Linked DNA regions of Zea mays: region 1 is linked to region 2. Evidence: chromatin contacts called from public Hi-C data. All regions are on one chromosome and are shown on one strand. Each heading gives the region's core, a stretch centred on a gene start, on an enhancer-like site or on the middle of the called end of the contact. The rest is flanking DNA. Distances are from core to core; before and after follow the strand shown. Region 1 holds the start of LOC100280419 ((+)-neomenthol dehydrogenase). Region 2 holds the start of LOC542612 (transcription factor MYB17).

Region 1 (3,199 bases), core at 358-2,857, 180 kb after region 2:
TCAGCTTAGGGTCTTATTTTTCATGGAGATTAAGCTTTTGGTCAGTTAGATCATCTTTATAGAGGAGAAGTGGCCTCGTTGGAACGCTGAAAATTTTGCTTCGAAGAAGTCTTCGGCTTGGTTATCCTTCGTGTGAAAAAGCACTTTTCTCTGGCGGCTAGACCAGCTTTTGTAAACGGTCTAATTTTCTTTCTTTCGTGCACCCTCTTTTATTTGCTTTGATTTATATTTTACTAATATTTTTTTGTTCTACTATTATAAAGCACCAGTTTCGATGGTCATCGTAATTCACGTGCGCGCGAAGCGCGTATTCTATTCTTCTTCCCCTAACAGCGGGCCATTACCCTAATTAAGCCGTGAAAACCACTTAAACCTTTATTTGTGGGTCGTACCTCTATTGATTTTGTGATTCAAATTCTCAAAAGGGGACCAAGTTGACGAGCGATGCAGAGGCCCATCGCCTAAGACTTAGGCCGAAGCGTAATTGGAGTTCCTCGTGTGTCATCACCATAACCATCTTGTAAGCCATCGTCTAAGGGCGGCGTTATGAAAACAATCTAATTACAGCGAATGTTTTGTATGGCTGGTGACCATGATTTTTTTCCTTTGTATTGAAGGGTTTTCCATGTAAATTTGTATATCGTGATCTGTAATTTGTTGGTTGATCTAGTTTATTTTGTCTGTTGATTCTGCTAACAACCTTATAGATGAGGTCATGAGAGCGACCAAGCGAGCTTAAAAAAGTGAGTCGGATTCGTTTTAAGTTTATAATTTTTTATATTTTCTTTAAGATAAAGTGTAATATTTGTTTTTGTGTGCCATTACACTAATTTTAAATGAAAGGATCGGTCGTGATCCCTCCTGTTCCACCAAAAAGACAAACAAATCCTCCTACTAACACACGCCCTTTTTCTCCACAGCTGAAGAAGAAAAACCTTGGCGAATTGAAAAAAGATGCTCACCTTTGCCTTTTCCTCGCTCGTTACTGAGCCACAATCTTGGTCATGAACATACTCAACCCCGCCAATCGCGGCATTATTTACCTACAAATGGCACACAACCACGCACATCGAAATCAGCCAACTATATACCCGGACAAGATCTTCAACCTACGAAAGTTAATCACAGACGACGGTTCAGTAATCACCAGGATGTCTAGCTTCCCGAAACGGGTCTCGAGGAAACCAGCGAGTCGAGCGATGCTCGGAGCGTCGGTAACGTCCAGTCGGTGGAAGAGGACATCGGAGAGCCCCAGGCCTCTGAGGTTCTCCACGGCCGCCGCGCCCCTCGCGTCGTCCCTGGCTGTCAAGACGACGGTGACGCCGCTGCAGGCCAGCTGCCGGCACACCTCCAGCCCGATCCCCTTGTTGCCGCCGGTGACCACGGCAACAACCCTGGCAGATCGATGCAACCAGTAACATACAGCAGACGCGCATGATTGATTCACTGGCAATTCTCGCCACTGGCTGCCAGAGCGAACGCGCGGATGCATATATGTCAGGTGTACGTACCTAGCGTTCGCGGGCGTGGGGAGATCGCCCTCCATCATGTAGTAGGGCAACACTAGGAGCTCTCGAACAACCCAATGCGGCACGCCTCGCTTCAGCGCTATGGAAGCCGTTCCCTGAAGGAATACGAGCCCCCCCCTACTACGACTGCAGATTTTATACTTGAAGCGGAGCCGTGGAAGTAGTGAGATCACTCTCCACGCAACAGGGCTTGAATCCAATTTTGCTTGGTTAGTCGTCACGTGCTAGTATTTGGCAGCCGCTCTGGATACAGGCCCCAACAAGAGCCACATTAGCAGTTAGCACCAAGAACGGCAGTTAGTGGCAAAATTTGGCACGGTTTAACCCAGGGCCGGCTTTGGGGGTGGACAGTAGCACTAGATATAAAACCCGAGGTCAGAGCCCAAAATAACTGAGACCGTACCCGTTTAGTCTGAAGTCCGATTAAAGAAAGACTCCTGCGGTTAACAAAACTTAAAACCTAATTTTAATTTGGACCTAATCAGGTAACACTCCACGGTACTCGAAATACCCGTTAGGCCTGATTTTTTTACTGCAAATCATTTCTTTACTTTGTTGCTGATTTGCTATGCTCACAACAATAAAATTACACATTTCCGACGACTCTCTTATATCCGACGGCTTTCTACAAGGCCGTCAGACATAAGCTTATGTTCGATGGCCATCAGCATATATCCGACGGCTTGTCTGACAGACGTCGAATATAAGCTTACGACGGACATAAGTGATTTTAACACGTGGGACCGGACCGCGCCGTTCCATTTCCAACTTGTCCATCGCGCCCAGAGCACCGCCGCCGTCCTGCCCACCGCCGTCGCCCTGCTCGCCGCGGCCATGGCCGCTGCCAACTGCCCCCACCCCGGCACCTGCCCCGACTCGTCCCTCGCCGGCCCCGCCCCGCCCATGCCGCGCGTCCACCCTACCGCCGAGCCGCTAAGTGAGTATTTTTAATTTTTAGTATAATTTTGTAAATGTACATATTATTTTCTAGTTGTCTTTTTTCAGTATTAAAATTTTTGTATGTTCAATATTGTTTAGCTTGTTATATCTGACGTCTGGAATTTGATTATGTAATTAATTTAATTTGTTTTAGTTTACTTAGTGGTGCTTAGATAATTTAGACTTTTATTTTCCGAGGGTAATTATTATGCCCTCGGAAATAAGGTTATTTTATATAATTTGTCACTCGTGACAATGTTATTTCGTATATAATATTGTATTGGTACTTTATTGGTTAAACTACGTAATTTACTTATCCTTTCCTGTAGATATAGGGGGTAATTTACTTAACTAATCAAGTTAACGTCTCGTATCTACTAAGTCCATATGCTTGCGATTGAACTGAGTCCATGGTTTACTCTACTAAGTTTATGGTTTATTATACTAAGTGCATGGTTCACTCTTGTAGGTTGGGTATTTTTGACTCTACGATTGATTGTAGGGAGCTGAGGCACCATGGACGACAGTCCACATCCTCGTCTTCGCAGTCATCTCGTTCTCAATCATTCGCCCAAGAGATAGAGATTGCAGTGTTGCGTCAGCAGACAGATTCTCATCAATCAGTCTTGAGGCAATAAATGGAGTTCTAGAGACAACAAACTGAGTAACAGAAGAAAAATGACGAGTATTATTTAAACCTCCAGGTCTAAAATTAAGCTCTATTCTCGATA
Region 2 (3,279 bases), core at 216-2,715:
CACGTACGTCTAGTCTACTACTCTGGTGACTACTCTGAGTGGGTCTGGAAATGAGATCGAGCAAACAGCAAAGCTACTCGAACAGGCAGCAGGGCGCCTCGGCGAACACGTCGACATGCGGGAGCACCGAGAACGCGTCGAGCCGGCCTTGCAGCAGCCCGAACTCCTCCATCGCCGCCAGGTCCAGGAACGACTGGTAGTCGTCGCTCGCCGCCGCCTCGGTCCCGTAGGTCGACGCGGCCGAGGAATCGTCGTCGCCGAGCTCAGCAGGTAGCGCCGCCGGCACACCACTCGACGCCGGACCATGCCCCTTCACTGCGGTGCCGCGGAAAGAATCCCCGACCTCGGAGTTCCAGAGGCGCAGGAAGATGTCGGGCGCCGCGTGCTCGGGCGCGACGGTGGACGAGGAGGAAGAGGCGGTGGCGGAGGTGACGATCGTCGTGGCCGAGGTCGACGAGAGCAGGGAGAGGCGCGCCTCGGCCTCGAGGCGGGCGGTCTCCCACTGGGCCATGTGGCGAGCGACGGGACAGGACGCGGCGGCCGCCTTGGCGAGCTGCGCGCCAGCGCCCTCGCCGGCGACGGCGACGGCGAGCGCCTCCTGTCGGAGCTGCTGCTTCATGTGCGTGTTCCAGTAGTTCTTGATCTCGTTGTCCGTCCGGCCCGGCAGCTGTGCCGCGATCGTGGACCACCTGATCGACACCACAACGTTCCAGCACGTACTGACGGTGACGGCGCGTGAGGAGAGAGAGAGTACGGAGTTTAGGCTCGAGACTTTTACCTGTTGCCGATGATGGCGTGGAGCTGGAGGATAGAGTTGTGCTCCTCGGGGGTGAAGTGCCCGCGCTTGATGTCCGGGCGCAGGTAGTTGGTCCACCGCAGCCGGCAGCTCTTGCCGCACCGGTTCAGCCCTGCATGCATGCGCGCGCGGCACATCACATCGCATTTTACACCACGAGTCGCTCAAGAAATGACGAGCACGAGGCGAACAACTAGGTCACGCATGCAGCACCAGGCGGCCCGGGCTGGGCTCGACCGAGGAACAGAGCACGTACGTACGTACCCGCGAGCTTGGGGAGCATGCGCCAATTTCCGGCACCGTTGGCCTGGACGTAGTCGACGAGCAGCTTGTCCTCCTCCAGCGCCCACTGTCCCTTCTTGATCCCATTGCTGTGGCAGCACGGAGTTCTCCCCATGGCGGTCGGTCGCTCTCCGTCTCTCCTCGGGCGGCGACAGGAACGAGAAGCGAGGGGGAGGAGCCGAGACGGATTTTTATAGGCCGAGGGGGATCCCGGTGGCCATAATAAATGCTCCGGATTTTTCACCTGCTGGCTGGGCTGCTGCTCCGACGTCGACGAGAGCAAGGGGAAGGGAAGGGCAGCGTGGCTGGCTTCAATTATTACGGGCGATCGACGGGCAGCCGGGACCAGGGCCATGCATTTATTAGGGGCGAGGTGCTTTCTTGCATGGGATCGCCGGGCGGGGCGAGTGGGCTTGAATGCGGTGGTAGGGGACGACCGGTTGTCTGTCTGGTGCTGCATTGCGCGCCGGACAACTGCCCTTCCTGGTGCCTAGGAAGTCGGAGTAATCAGCACGTACTAGTTAAATTTTAGTACTGCTGCCTCTTCTGTCAGAAAAGAAAACAATATACTTTTGTCAGATCGTTTAAATTTGACTAAGTTTATATAAGAATTAAAATGTATGGCATTGCTAGATTCATTGCAAGAAATAAAATTTTAGCACAGCTACGACGCGGTTGACGGTAGAACAGAAAGCCCAGGGAAAAGAAAGCGGCCGGCTCTACGTTCGTAACGGTAACGTATGGTTCCGCGGTGGCCTATTTGTTTCGTTTATTGTAGATTGATCCAAAGGCCACAGCAGCAGCTAGCTGCAAGCCAGCTACGCACAGGGTCAGGGTCAGAGATGGGCGGGACTGCACTGCAGCTAGCTGAAGCGAGGAAGGGGCCGGGGAGAGGAGGAAAGGCCGGCCGATCCGCCGATGGGACCGAGACGTGGAGCGGAGGTAGCCGCCATAAATGAGGTGGTGCCACTGCCACTGCCACACGGGGGTGTGGCTCGGACTTTGGGGCGGCAGGCGGTGGCGGAAGCGGAGTGCCGGGCAGCCCGGCAGAGTGCGTCGCAGCGGAGGCGGCCTGCGCGTTTTACTCTGGCTGAGCTGGGCTGGCACGGCCGCCGCGGCAGGTGACGTGCCGTGCGCCGTGCCGCCGTGGCAGTGGTGGCAGCACGGCAGGAGGACGGTGATTTAACGGGACAGGGAGTCGTGGCCGCCTGACCGGGGTCGGTGCTGTCAAAGCCAGCCTGATGGACATGGACTGACGGGGACCTTCCGCGTCTTTTGTCTTGTCTGCTGACCGGTGCCAACTGCCGCTCCGTTTCGTCATCGCCATCCATGTGAGGGGCCGACGCGTGTGCTTGGCTTACGGCAACGCAGACGCATGGCAAAGCTACGACCAGCTGATGGAAGGAAGGATCGTGTTTGATCTCTTCGCTTGATGGTATGTCCAGTGGCAGATCTAGTATTTTTATATAAGCAGTGCCACAATAAATTTTTCACGTACATATTTACATCCACATAAGAAATGATTCTGCAGCACTAACTTCAACTTCATAACACCAATTCTCCCTTTAAATTCTAACTGCCAACTGAGGAACGTGTGCTACAGACACTTGCGGATAATTTTTAACTTTAACAAATGCATTTTTATCCAATCTTCGAAATTTCACAACCAGTCACTAATTAACTTCACACCACTTTTGCTACAATTGCAGCACCAGTTGTCTCATCACGCTTCATCTTCACGCATCTAACCGCACAGAGACGACAATGATACATTAGCATAGGAGGCATGAGTTACGGAGTGTTCATCTGGAAGATTGATGTCGCTCTGACTACTGGGCAGGACGTGATTATAGAGTGTTGTGCTGGACGGGAGAGATAAGCAGAGGCCAAGGTGCTCTGACTGCTGGGCGAGGCACCGTGCGCATCGCGCGTCTCAGAGGCTCCCCGACTGGGAACGGTGTTGCACGTCTCTGCGGCTGGCCAGGGCGGGGTCGCCTGGGAACGACGTCCCGACTCGCGAGTCACGGCGTCAGCGCGTCTTAGCGACGACCGGCGGGCCAAGGCCAAGGCCAAGGCGGCAAGCCGCGTCTCGTCTCAGTCTCTCGACCTCTCGTCAACGCGTCCACCGTCTCGGCAGCGGCGACACTAGGGCCAGGGGCGTGCACGCGGCGTCCTAGTCGGCTCGTGCTTGTTGACGGCGA

What was found. A called contact is a pair of places that touch in the nucleus more often than the background predicts.
Region 1: a Hi-C map of ear shows a contact between it and region 2, with 2.2 times the contacts expected there. The contact joins the promoter of LOC100280419 here to the promoter of LOC542612 in region 2. A contact is called at or near these places in 2 of 25 Hi-C or Micro-C datasets (ear and tassel).

What each region holds. Positions count from the first base shown.
Region 1 is chr2:24,626,468-24,629,666 of Zm-B73-REFERENCE-NAM-5.0, forward strand. LOC100280419 ((+)-neomenthol dehydrogenase) reads right to left here and starts at 1,608. Exons shown (of 4, transcript NM_001153342.1): 1 at 1,148-1,608; 2 at 963-1,043. The coding sequence starts at 1,549.
Region 2 is chr2:24,442,144-24,445,422 of Zm-B73-REFERENCE-NAM-5.0, forward strand. LOC542612 (transcription factor MYB17) reads right to left here and starts at 1,466. Exons shown (of 3, transcript XM_008670875.3): 1 at 1,061-1,466; 2 at 779-908; 3 at 1-689. The coding sequence starts at 1,433. The coding sequence ends at 74.